Linked DNA regions of Mus musculus: region 1 is linked to region 2. A link is a contact called in public HiChIP or PLAC-seq data. All regions are on one chromosome and are shown on one strand. The core of a region is the stretch at or near the end of the contact, and the rest is flanking DNA. Distances in the headings are between cores, read along the strand shown.

What was found. HiChIP or PLAC-seq counts read pairs in DNA pulled down with a chosen protein or histone mark.
Region 1: a contact with region 2 is called in an H3K27ac HiChIP or PLAC-seq map of microglia, with 5 times the contacts expected there. The contact joins two enhancer-like sites. A contact is called at or near these places in 1 of 115 datasets of contacts at active chromatin or transcription factors (microglia) and 1 of 9 other capture datasets (embryonic stem cells).

Annotation. Positions count from the first base shown.
Region 1 is chr15:59,797,798-59,804,620 of GRCm38.p6, reverse strand. No RefSeq gene overlaps it. Among named protein-coding and RNA genes, the nearest start is that of Gm19510, 6.2 kb to the right of the region's middle. Within about 2 kb of position 4,945, at least 49 of the 459 cell types and tissues checked have an H3K27ac peak or open chromatin away from gene starts, as enhancers often do. A contact at or near this core is called in microglia, where this site is marked.
Region 2 is chr15:58,999,658-59,006,727 of GRCm38.p6, reverse strand. All of the region lies in intron 3 of Mtss1 (MTSS I-BAR domain containing 1), which reads left to right. Among named protein-coding and RNA genes, the nearest start is that of Gm41330, 8.7 kb to the right of the region's middle. Within about 2 kb of position 2,452, at least 182 of the 459 cell types and tissues checked have an H3K27ac peak or open chromatin away from gene starts, as enhancers often do. A contact at or near this core is called in microglia, where this site is marked.

The DNA.
Region 1 (6,823 bases), core at 3,696-6,195, 800 kb before region 2:
ATGCAAGCAGGCTGGGACTCTGATTGTTTTTACTGTAAACTATTCATTCCTAATGCCCACGGTACAGCCTGCCCTCGCCACCCAGTGTTTCCTTGTGGTCAAACCCACCTACTCCTACCTCTGTGTCCCAGAAACACTCAAAACCAGGACAACCAAGGTCAAACCACGGGCAGGCAGAACACCAACATGAGCAACTCATGGTTTCCAGCCTCCTCCTAATTTCTTTCACGTCATCAGGAGGCATCACATTAAGAGAGTGACTTTGAAAAGGAACCTCCATAGGTCTCAGCCAATACTCTCCCTGCAGTATAAAATGGCCTTTCAGCAGACAAGAAAGAGAGCATAATTCAATTATGCAAAAGGCAAGACTATTCAAGACAAAATACCACAGAAGATAAAAGCACCATTCAAGGGTGGGCACACACTAAAAAGACTCTTTGGTCTTGAGTTTGCCTGGTGTTGGGGCCAAGCCAACATGGTTCTTCAAAACGGAGTTAACTAAGAGGCAATGGTTCATTTTATAGGGTTGGTTATTTATTTTAACAAAGTTCAAGTGATGTGCCTACATGTTTGGGGACCACTGCAAATAAGTCCTTTACAAATTTAGTTGGTTGTTAGGGAACACCTGGTGGAAGTAACTTACAGAAGGAAGGGTCAATTCTGGCTCGTGGTGCAGGGGATACGGTCCACCACGTTGGGGAAGGCACAGCAATAAAAGCTTCTGGCAGAAGCAGCAGGAGTAGAAGACGGCTTTTTACACTGGTGTGGCAGTCAGGAACCAGGGTTCTGTGCAGAATCCAGGTCTGGCCGTTACCCATAAGCCCTTTACCCCGTCTGGGTAGGCTCAAGGTCTTAGAGGTTCTACAGCCTCCTAAACCAGCATCCCACCCTCTGGGGACCACCTACCTATTCTAACACATGAAGAATCTATGAGGGATGTCTCACTTTTAAACTTTAATGTTGACCAATATCATCATCACCACGAGAACCCCATCAGGCTGATTAATACCTCTCTCTCACAAATGAGGAAACTGAGGCACAAAAAAATCCCATTATTTACCCAGAGTCATGCAGTCCCTGGTGGTGGACCTGAAATTGAAATCAGTCTGGCTTGAAAATTCATCCTTGCTACCGATCTGATTTGTAATAACAAGAATAAAATAAAATGTCATTTTTACAGTTTCAGCCATTTTAGCCCTATAAATGCATAAGCTCCTATGAAGACTAAGTAATCTTCAACACTTAACCTAGAGAAGATTCATCTTAAGAAGCATCGTCAAGACAGCAGGGACCTGTCATCTGAGAACAGCTTATAAACTTGAGGATGGCAGTCATCATCTTGCACGTCTAACTCAATCCTTAAGCATCTGCATTCTTCTCTGCCTGGACCATAGCCTGAGCAGTCACCAGCAAGGCAGTTGTGGCCCTTCCTGACAGAGCTGACAGTCTAGATAGCATCCCAACCCTTGGCAAGTTCACCCAGGTGACAGGTGACAGGTGCAAGCCAGTTTGCTGTAGGAAGAGCAAAGCAACATCTAACTCCAGATTCAGAGGGGAGTGACACCTGAGCTGAGGCATGACAAAGAAGAGCCAGACAGATGACAAGATCAGGGAAGTGAGGAAAATGTTCAAAGGGCATATGGAGTTTGGGCAAGCGATATTGAATCATGAATTCATGATCAATCAAGAATCATTGTCTACATGTTTTAACCTTACCAAGAACCGTATAGCTTATAAAATGGGGTAGGGGTCTTTAATTCAAGCCAAGTACGTTCTATCAGCTGGCACGCAGCATCCACAAGACAGGTGACCTCTGCAGCAACCTTTCTCCTGGGAGCCTGAGATAGCATCCCTTTCCCTGGTCACCTCCTTGGACTCTTACTGAGAAAAATGCATCATTCTTTCAGGTCCTCTTTTTGGTTCCTTCCCCAGTGCATGTGTGAGCAACCTATAGAGCCTCAGAGGGTTCTGTGTTGAGAACCAGGCATCCCAGAACCCTGTACCAAATGTTTTCTGGCAAGTTCTTGTGCGTTTGCCAGGAGCCTCTAGACTCTCAGTTCTCAATTTCAATTGGCGACAAGTGGCTTTCTTCGCTGACCTGACTCCTCTCCATGCCTCATAAGAGAAGTTGATGAAGTTGTTGTTTCAGCCACACCAAGGAGGGGGGAGGAGTAGCTGTGACAAGGGAGCCAAGCATGAGCAGGGAAGGTCCGACCACGTGACAAACTACACTGTAGGGTTTTACCTACTGTCTTAGTCGGGGTTTCTATTCCTGCACAAACATCATGACCAAGAAACAAGTTGGGGAGGAAAGGGTTTATTCGGCTTACACTTCCATACTGCTGTTCATCACCAAGGAAGCCAGGACTGGAACTCAAGCAGGTCAGGAAGCAGGAGCTGATGCAGAGGCCATGGAGGGATGTTCTTTACTGGCTTGCCTCACCTGGCTTGCTCAGCCTGCTTTCTTATAGAACCAAGACTACCAGCCCTGAGATGGTCCCACCCACAAGGGGCCTTTCCCCCTTGATCACTAATTGAGAAAATGCCTTACAGTTGGATCTCATGGAGGCATTTCCTCAACTGAAGCTCCTTTCTCTGTGATAACTCCAGCTGTGTCAAGTTGACACAAAACTAGCCAGTACAATTGACCCCTTGTCAACTTGACACACAAAAACATCACTAGTAAGCCTCAACCCTTACAATCTTATTCATCCCCATTCTAAATAACTTTAAAAGTCCCACAGTCTTTACATATGCTTAAAATTTCAATCTCTTTAAAATATCCATCTCTTTTAAAATCCAAAGTCTTTTTACAATTAAAAGTCTCTTAACTGTGGGCTCCACTAAAACAGTTTCTTTCTTCAAGAGGGAAAATATCAGGGCACAGTCACAATCAAAAGCAAAAGTCAATCTCCAACTGTCCAATGTCTGGGATCCAACTCACGATCTTCTGGGCTCCTCCAAGGGCTTGGGTCACTTCTCCAGCCAGGCCCTTTGTAGCACACGAGTCATCCTCTAGGCTCCAGATGCCTGTACTCCACTGCTGCTGCTGCTCTTGGTGGTCATCTCATGGTACTGGCATCTCCAAAACACTGCATGACCCCTTCAGTCCTGGGCCATCAATTGCAACTGAGGCTGCACTTTCACCAATGGCCTTCCATGGCCTCTCACTGTGCCAAGCCTCAGCTGCTCTGCTCAACTCCTTCATGCCTTCAAAACCAGTACCACCTGGGTGACCCTTACACATTACCAAGTCCAGCCACAGCACAAGGTACAACTTTGGCTATATCTGGAACACAGCCACTGTGCTTTCAGAAAATACTTCCCAGAAGATGTCACCTCAATGATGCTGGTCTCTTCTTAATCACCGCTAATTTCTTAGCTCCAGCTAACCAGCATCAATAGTCCCAGTAATGCAAAGTTTTTGCTTTAGTAGTTCTGGTATCTTGTTAATCACAGCTGATTCTTCAGCCCCAGCTAACCAGAACTACAGAATCTTCACAATCAAAACAGGAATGGCCCTGAAAAGAGTCTTTAATTTTCCCTCTGAAATTTCACACACCAGAGCTCCAACTTCTGCAGTGTTCTCAACATTATCTTCCAAGCTCCTACACAACATCCGACAGAGGTCTTAACAATGGATGGATCTTCAAGCCCAAAGTTCCAAAGTCCTTCCACAGTCCTCCCCAAAACATGGTCAGGTTGTCACAGGAATACCCCACTCCACTGGTACCAATTTGTCTTAGTAGTCAGGGTTTCTATTCCTGCACAAACATCATGACCAAGAAACAAGTTGGGGAGGAAAGGGTTTATTCGGCTTACACTTCCATACTGCTGTTCATCACCAAGGAAGCCAGGACTGGAACTCAAGCAGGTCAGGAAGCAGGAGCTGATGCAGAGGCCATGGAGGGATGTTCTTTACTGGCTTGCCTCACCTGGCTTGCTCAGCCTGCTTTCTTATAGAACCAAGACTACCAGCCCTGAGATGGTCCCACCCACAAGGGGCCTTTCCCCCTTGATCACTAATTGAGAAAATGCCTTACAGTTGGATCTCATGGAGGCATTTCCTCAACTGAAGCTCCTTTCTCTGTGATAACTCCAGCTGTGTCAAGTTGACACAAAACTAGCCAGTACACCTACCTAGTCTTCACAGCACCCCTACAAGGCAAGAGCTGTGATCATTGCTACTTTTGCAACAGAGAGTGTTGACATCCCAGAAAACTGAGTGACCTGCCTATGGTTCCCCCTACTAGCCTAGGATATCACTGGCCCAGCACACTGACTGATAAATTGTATTCTTTCTGAGGTTCCCGAACCCAGCCTACGTGTGTGGTGGCCTGTCTGATGCAGCTCCAGGCCTGGTCTTCGACATCATAGTAAGTGCCTCTGAGCATTTTCACATGTACACACCTCCTCTTGGGTACTCTTTCCTCCAGTGTCTGATTGCAGTGCCCGAGAAAACCCTGTGTTTCTCTGCATCGTGTGTGTGTGTGTGTGTGTGTGTGTGTGTGTGTGTGTGTGTGTATGTGTGTGTGTGTGTGTGAGAGAGAGAGAGAGAGAGAGACAGAGAGACAGAGAGACAGAGAGACAGAGAGAGAGAGAGAGAGAGAGACAGAGAGAGAGAGAGAGAGACAGAGACAGAGACAGATTCAGAGACAGAGAGAGAGGTATGGGATACATGTTACAGGGGTGGGCATATACACCACAGTGTGTGAGTGTGCATGCTTGTGTAGGCATACACAGAAGCCAGACAAGGACATGAAGTACTTTTCTATATTGTTCTCTGCTTTAGTCCCTGTGGTTGCAGGCACACATACCCATTCCTGGATTTTTATAAGGATTTGTGGGATTTGAACTCAGGACCTCACACTTGTTATGCACAGGTCGGCCCCAAGGCTGAGCCTTTGAAGCAAGCCTCTATGACATCATCCTGGACCATGGACTCTCACCTCTCTTGCTGTCTCATGTGAATGTTTCATTACTGAGTGACTCATAGGTACTTAGCTCACAGTGTACTTGTCTCTCCATGGGATTAGAAGCTCCCTAAGGGCAAGGCTTACCCATCTAGCCTATGACAGCCCTGTAGGCCCATGCCCAGTGTCACCTACACCCAGTCCCTCTCTAGCCAGAAATCCCTTCCTGTTTGGCTAGACTGACCCCATGGAGATGGGAGTGCCATGACCGGGGGGCACAGTGAATGAGATGACCCCTTCCAATAGCTTGCTAGAGCTGAAGAAGCAGATGTTGTACCAGGATGACTCAGGCAACCAAGATCTATGTTCTTGTAATTCTGGAGGCTGAAGTCCAAGAGCAGAGTGTAAGCAGGCTTGCTTTGACTCTCCTGGGCTGCCTCATGGCTGGCTCCTTCCTGTGTTCTTCTATAGGAAGTCTGGATTCAAGTTCCCTCTTTTGATGAAGAGCCCAGTTCTTGGATTAATATACCTCCCCAAGAGTCTCAGTAAGCATTACGACCCCAATGATATCAGTAAACATTACATAGTTCTTTAAGGGGCCTGTTCCCCAGTACAGGGACATTCTGAAGCCACAAGGATTCTTACTTCAATATATAATTTGAAATTCGTTAATTCAGCCTACAGTACATCTCAGCTTCCCTCTTTACTTCTGTTCCCATTGTCACCCACACACGAAATTAGACTCATTAAAGAGCAGGTTGGGAATATCCAAAATGCCAAGTCCAAGTGTCCAATGGCTGGTCCCAGGGTCCCCAGAAAGAGCCTGCAGCAAATACTGTCTGCTTTGATAATATTCTATGTGTCCACACTCATCACTGTCACCCAAGGCTGACCAGGAGAATGCTGAAAGGCACAGGATACAAGTGTTTTAAGGAAGCCATGTCCTTCACTGGCCAAGGAGGCCAGGCCAGTTCTCAGGCTTCACCAGAAGGCAGGCCTCTGGAGTTGCTTAGCAACTTCCATGCCAGATGTTCCTAGCCACCCACAGAGCTTCTGAAAGCTTCTCTTCATGCAGCCTTGGCACTTCCAGGAAAGGGAGGAAAATACCAAACAACTGATTGTCTTCTTCTAGTCACAAATTTGATAAAGGAAGAAACTATCCCTCTACTACCAGGACCCAGGGACTGGTCCCCACCCCAACCCCACAGCTTCTCTCCCTCTGCACAGTACAATTGAAATCCACCTCAAGACTATCCACTATGAGAACATGAAGTCCTTCCACAGCTCACCACATCTGCAAAATCAAGGTCACCCTCCATCCACATCGAGGTGATCAAAACCCTCTGCCTATGTCCCAGATTTAGGTCCCTGTGGCAAACCAGATGATTTAGGTTCAAATCCTATCTGTGAAATGTTCTAGCCATGTGACTTTGGAGAGTTTAACTAGCTTCCACATAAGTTAGGGTTTGGGTGAAAAATGCCCCGCCACCCCCCCACCCCCCACGAACATGTGTTTAAACAATTGGTTCTTAATTGGTAGCTCTGTTAGAAGAAGGTATGGAACTTTGGGGAGGTGGAGACCAGCTGGAGGAAATATGCCTCTGTTTATAGTCTGGCTCCACTTCCTGTCCTATATCTGTTCGCTGGTACCCAGAGATGTGAGTAAACACCATGGGAATTCTCCCCCCACCGTGACTTCCCCACCGTAAGGAATCCTCCAACTCTTATGTTACGTCTTATGAGGTAATTGCTCATAGCGACAAGAAAAGTTAGTAATATGTCATGTTCCAGTGTTATAACCCATAAAATATTAACCACAACAGTATTTTCTTTATAGCATTGTAACACAGATCAAATCCGTTGATGTGTGTGACGCATACAGAATAGTCTCTAGACTATATTACACTGCA
Region 2 (7,070 bases), core at 1,203-3,702:
AACTACCCACAGGCACTAAATTAAAAATCTCAAGAACAGTTAAAAGTTTATATTTGCATGCGTATCAGGGCACACATTGAGATGTTCCTGTGGGCGAGGAGACCAAAAGTCAGTCTGAGGCAGTGTTCCTCAGGAACTGTGCATGTTGCTTTCCGCAGACGTTCCTCTTAGACCTGGGGTTTACCGGGTCAGCTAAGCTGACCAGCCGGGCATGCTCCTGGCGGTGCTTGATTTCAGAAGCACACACTGCCATGCCTGACTTTTTAACAGTGTGCACGCTGAGGATGGAACTTGGATTCTCATGCTTGTATGGCTCCCCGGGACAGGAAGCACCCTTTTATGTAGTTAGATGCCCAATAAATGCCAGCCAGTTGTCATTGCTTTGTTATATTGGTCTGTCTTTACATGGTTTATCATAGACACCATTAGATGTTTTCATTTTGGGGTTAAGAAACAGCAAAAGTAAATGAGTCAGTCAGTCAGTCAGTCAGTCAGTCAGTCAACCAACCATTCGGGTCAGTGGATGGCTCAGACATTAAAGGTGCTAGCCACCTAGACTGATGACCTGAGTTAAGTTGCTGAGACACACAGGAGAGAACAGACGACATCCAGATATTTTCTGACCTTCATACGAGTATGAAAGTACTCACAGGTGTGCATGCACATGTGAACAGGGCACACACACAACACATTAGGTTAGATTCCCAAGATCCAAGTGCAGGAATAGACACTAACATATATCACAGTGCACACAAAAGGAATGTAAGCAAATTGATGCTGGAGGGCATTTGACAGCCTGTGTTCCTAGAACACTTCCCAGGAGCCTGTTGACACACACTGTTACACACCCTTATTCAAGCAGGTGTTCCCGAAACCTGCCTGCTTGCGTACCCTTTAAACCTAGCGCCTTCTTAGTTACGCTCTGTGCGAGCATGTGTGTGTGTGTGCACCTCCCCTGCACCCCCTGCGTGTTTGTGTTTAAAACGTATAGTAAATACTTGAGCGTTTACCCTTTTCTTCAATTCAAATTAACCTTCCCAGTTAATTAAAATATTTTACCTCATGGGGACTGACTACTGTGCATTTTCTAAAATGACATTTCCCGTTTGTTTACACTGCAATGCTAGACTGGTAATGACTAGTGATAAAGAGAAGATGCCTGCCTTCCCTGCTTGCAGTTCCTGGTGGCCTCTGGGTCCTGCCCCCCTCCGGTGGCATGGCCGTTGACAGGAATGGGCGGTCCTCAGAGGACCCTTAGGTTATTAACTGGGCTGCATGGAAGAGCTCCATTGGCTTCACGCTTGGATGGTGGTAATGAGCTCTGTGGCCCTTGCCTGTTCTCTTAGAGCTCCGGGGAACAGAGGGGCCGGGAGCTATGAGGGAAGCAGGTGTCTGCTGATCCCGTCCCAGCCCCTTCCCAACACCCCATCTCTTGGCCATTGGGCCTGAGGGTGTGGCTCTCCACCGTGGAGGGAGATTGGGAAACAGATGCCTCTTCCATGCCTCTTCCTGTTTCAGATGTGACTTTTCTCTTTCCAAGCATATTTTTTTTTTTGATGGTTGGGGATTCCTTTGAAGCTCCACTCAGCATTATTAATTCAGTGGTAGGGTGTGGACGGCACTTGGGTGGCTCTGCTAAGCAGTTGCCTTCCTTGGTAGAAGAAAGGGCTCCTCCAGGTCCAAGGAGCAAGGCCACAACCTTTTGTCATCAACAAATCGAAATGTTCTTGGTTCTCCCTTGTATGGGTAGTGACTACCAAACATGTTTTATTAGATTTCTGCCAGGGGCTCCCCTCTCCAGCTTAAAGGACCCCATCAGTGAAGTCATGTTGTTCTGGTCTGACAAAACGTGGGGGCTACAGGACCTTATAAAGAGGGCCCTACCTATACCATTTCACTGTGTGGTTATGGGGCGCTCTACTAGTCCCCTATTCGCAGCCGGAATGTGTCTGCCTTAACTGCTGGGCTCTGGCTGCCTCTCTCATTTACCTCTGGTGAGTGCACCTACAGGAACGTGTGTTCTCAGGGTGGGTTCTCAGCCTCAGCCTCCATCATTCTTGTGTTCCCATGGCAGCTCTCACGCCTGGGTTTATAGTCTGCACGGAACCCAAGAACGGCAAGTGTGTCTTCATGCCACTTGTGGGCAAGGCAGGCCGCTAGAGACCCCCACAGAAGCATGCTGTCCTGACTGAGACTCCAGTGTGCCTTCAATCTTGTCCCTTCTAGGGTGTGGAGGGAGGTGACTGGCTGGCCACCTGTTTCCCCTTGGCAGCTGGGCCAAGGCCAAGGCTTTGCGAGCGATCCACGCCCTGCCCGCCTGCATTTCTGCAAGGGTTCACTGTTCAGATGACAGATGTCAAGCCCACCAACAGCTGCCCTCCCGGTCCCCGGTCCCCGGGGCTGGGCTTCCTTCCTCCTTCTTCTCAGGGTTCATCTCACCCCCACCCTGTTCAGCTTTCTCACTGACTCCTAGCTCCACAGGGGAAGTGACTCTGCAGGTTCTCTAAGGCCACTCACTGCTGAACTGTCCCTTGATCCCACCCATCTCCCTTTAAATTAGCACATGAGTTCACTGACAGCACTGCCTTGGCCCGACCTCTGTTTCGAAGGGGAGGACACCTCTTTGGAAGAGAATCAAATACAGCCGGCCTCAGCCCAGTGCTGCTTCTCCTCCCTAGGCAGAGGCCAGATTTCCTGGTGTTCTGACTCCCAGGATGGTTGAGACGCGAATCACTGACATGGGAGGTGAGGAGGAGGGCAGGTTGAGAATTAAGTCTGCCGTTTCCATGGATGCAGAGGAAGTCCCTGCTTAGTTCCTGTTGCACTCTTACATTCTAAATCAAACGGCCAGCCCTGAAAGGCAAAGGTGGTGTCACCCAGAGAGTCAGTGCTGTTGGCATCTGCTCAGGGCAAGTGCTGACCTTTCATTCCTTTGCAAAGATTTAAGGCTGTTGTGCAAGGTTATGGTGAGGAAAATAAACCTGTTCTCCAGCCCTGACCAAGCAGCAGGCCCTCAGGTGTCTCCTCAAGCTTGTAAAGGAACTTTAAGATGGTGTCTGTGGAGGCAAGAGAGTCAGGAGTTCAAGGCCACCCTCCCTTACATAGCACCTTTGAGGTCAGCCCCACCGAGGCTCTGCCTGGTTGGCTGCTTCTGTTTCCTCCGTGGAATCATGAGGCCACAATGCCCACAGCTAGGGGACAGCCAGGCTTGCAGGCAAAGAAAGCCTCATTTGTTACAGTTGCCAGAAAGCTCCCGTTGTGTTCTCTGTGCTTTGAAAACTTCTGTGGATAAATTCCCTCCACTAATGACTGCCATTATATTTTCCTAGTGTATAGACAATCAAAACATGGCCACGAAAGCTTGCTCAGCTGTTCAGAGTGCGAGCTGTCCTTTCAGAGGACCTGGGTTCACTTCCCCTCCCAGGTCCTCACATTGGTAGCTCGGAACCATCGACAACTGTAGTTTCATAGAATCTGATACCCTCTTCGGACCTCCTCAGAGTCTGTGTGCATGTGGTGTGCACATTTTTACCCAGGTGCATGCATGCACACTGCATACATACTCATGGGCTTTTGACAGGAGCCTGAGTTGGGTGGTAAGCTGCTTTTTTTTTTAATTGCCTTTGCATCTTGAAATGCTAGCTAAGTCTTAGAGACCATCTCTGGACTTAACTCGGATGCTTGGTGTCTGTCTCAGGCCCAAGAGGGACTCCTGAGAACGATAATCTCTTGTTTTGCTTAGCAACCCCGTTAGCAAGATGTTAGCAGCCTAATGAAATTATAAGCCAGGGCACCATAAAATAAGGTGATTCCATGGAGTAGCAGAAGAGTTGTATCAGAGACAGTAACAATGGAGGACCCTCTGCTGGCTCTCACAGTGACCAAGGATAAGGCCAAGCTGGCCTCCTTAGCCACCAGCCACTCAGCATGGCCATGGGGAGATAACCACTCTAATTAGGATAGATCAAGGCTTTTTGTCCTGGGAGAGCTGTAGGAACTGACCCATTCAGGCACATGGCTGGGCTACCTTAAGCATAACAAGATACAACTCCCCCCACCCCCATACACATGCACATTTATACACAATTTATAGCCAACTTTAGTGCCAAAGAAATCCCAAGTCTGTAGAATGCACGTGACCATGCCCATCGCTCAGTGGCCAAATGCCCAAGTGCCACCTGAAAAGTGGGTCGCACCAGCAGGCTGTGCGTGTAGTGTTCGCTGCAGAAATTTATTTTCCAGCTTTTCTCCAGTTTCCTCCTTATTCGTTTGGTTCTTTTTCTCTGACATGATGTCCTTTTGTCTTCTTAGTCACAAAATGAGCTTTACTTATGGGAGAAGGGGAGAGGAAGGAGCCGTGTGCGGAGGATGGTCATGGTCAGTAAGGGGATGGCGCACCCTGATGCACCAGGCTGTGGGGGAAGGCAGTGAGCTTCGACTCCCCATAAAAATCATAACAGAAGACACTAGGATGGAGAGCCAGAGGGCACCAAACAAGCCATTCACTAGGAATCATTAAAATCGGTTCTTTTCTCTCTGAAGTCAGAACATGAAACCAGTTCTCCAACTTCAGTGTGCATAGGAGTTTCATGAGATTTTGTCAAATTCAGAGCCAGGAAGCCTTAGGTGGGGCCCCAGACGGTGTGACTCTGAATTCTGAGGGTCACGATTTTTTAGTTAAGTTTAGCCCCCCCCCCCAAGGGTTTTGTTGTTGTTTGTTTGTTTTCATTTCTAAAAGGCAACAGGAGGAGTAAAAATATTTAGGTCAAGAAACTTGAAGGGCTGCTGCTCCGGTCGTAAAAGTCAGGTGGCGGCTCTTACCTTCCAGCTGTCAGGATGGCGGAGCACTCGTGCGTCCATAGTAACAGATGAAGTTCTCATCAGTCCGTAATCTTTATGTGGTGGTGGGATTTTCGAGGACAGAGAAAGGAGGCGCTGAGAATCGGGGAGAGTTAGTACTTCTCTCTCGATTTGCATGCAATCCGATTTCTACTTTCTTTCATATTGGAGCTTCCTGCAGAAATGCATTGCTCGCCCGTTGCACTGATGGATTTTCACCATCACAGGTAAACTTGGGTCTGGATCAGGGCTTGAAGTGTGAATGAGATATTGGCATCAGTTCCCTTCAGAAGCCGGCTCCACCCACTCCATCAGTATAGACATCGTAGACCTGTTAGGGAATCCCGTCTACAACCATCTTCAGACATTTAAACAGCATTGACTCGGAATCAACCGACACTTACTTTAGAAACCATTTGTTGTGACATATTTTTGCCTACTGAAGTGAACTGAATTTTCCTTTCTAGAAATAGGAATTAAAGCCAAGTCCTGGACTAACTGGGGTGGCAAAACCATTCCAGGCTGTTCAAGGTCCAGAAAAAGGGTTTGATTATGAAGAAGTGGTAGGGGTTTGACTTTTCTTAGATTAGCTAAAAGGATGAAATCTGAGTGCTGTTATTGTTGGGGGTGGGGAGCAGGGTCTCCCTCTAGATGAGGCTGGTTTTGAACTCCGTGTGTAGTAGAGTAGGGTAACCTTGAACCTACGATCCTCCTGCCTTCATCTCCCAAGCACTGGGATCAGAGGCATGCACTTCTACACCCGGTTTCATGCCTGGCTGTGCGGTGCTAGAGAATGAACCCACAGCCCCGTCACTAGGCAAGCAGGCTACCGACTGAACTGTATCCCCAGCATCCTGGATACTGTTACTAAAGAGGAACTAACAGGTCAGCAACATAAGGAGTTTTTCTCTTCGTGTTTGCCATCCATGCTTGGTGGAGTAAATGGGAGTTGAACTCAAGTTTCCAAAAGGTTTTGACCATCCACAAGAATACAAGGACAGGAATGACCAAGTCTAGAGAAGCCATCCTCTAGAAGAAGTCTACAGTTCGAGGGACTCGGTCAGACTCCAGAGATAGCCAGTAGCAAAAGTTTGTATTTTACTGAAAGTCTTCCTGGGGTGTCCCTGAGTACATCTTCTCTCCCAGGAGTTAGAGGCAGACACTGCCGGATCTGTGAGGATGGAGGGACTCAGATGTCCTCCTTTTGCAAATGAAGATGTTAAACTTGGAGGGTGGGGGGACTTATTGGTAGTTAATGTATGTGTCATTAAAAAGCAAGATCAAAGCACCAGAGAGGCAGCTCAGCTGTTCTGGTAGAGGACCTAGTTTTGTTACCAGCACATGTAACTTCAACTGCAGGATGCAATGCCCTTTGTCCTTTGAGGATACCAGACATACACTCTGTACTCACACATACTCATAGGCACATAACAAACACATAAGATACATAAACAAATCTTTTTAAAAAAACAGGAGGTTTGCTTATTACCTTTTCCCTTGATCTAGTTGTTTTTATTAAAAGCAAACAAAACAAAACAAAACAAAAAGCCACAACCACAGCATGTTCCAGAACTCAGTCTTGATGTCCTATTAGCTGCAGCTCGAGCTCTGGCCTCATGGCTGGGCCATGGAGGGAGCCATGGTCTCTCCACCATCACCTTTAGAGGGCATGATGAGACAAGGTCCCTGGGGGAAGTTGGCAGAGGACCCATGCTGAAGGTGGCTCTAGTTGTGGGTAGATGGGAGCTGGGAGGCCGAGGGCTTTCCTGACAAGAGCCCTGACAGTGGCTCTGAGATAAAGAGAAGCCAAGAAAGACATCTTGACAGATACAACCAGCTTGGGATGAGGTGCAGCATGGAGCTGGTTGACCACAGCTTGAGGTCACCTGTGCACTGGGGCTGTCATCCAAGTCTGGGAACATAAAGGAACATCAAGGTTAGCGGAAGGGGTGGGGGTTGGGGGATGCAGTGCCAGCAGGACCTGATCTGGCCAGTGTACCAGTACCGGGGCTTCTGCACGCCTGGCTAGGTACATGCTCTTCAAGGTGTGGCAGAGCCCTGTTATGAAAGCAGCTCACTATGTTTGCTGACTCTGGAGAGTAAAGGACATTTTGTGTCAGTGGAGAGACAGCTTAGCTGTCCTCAGAAACGCCAAGCCTTCCTGGAATCGAGGTCCAGACGACCTTCCCTGGCCTCCCTGTTTCCCTGGCAGCTCCCCTCTTGCCTTCAAC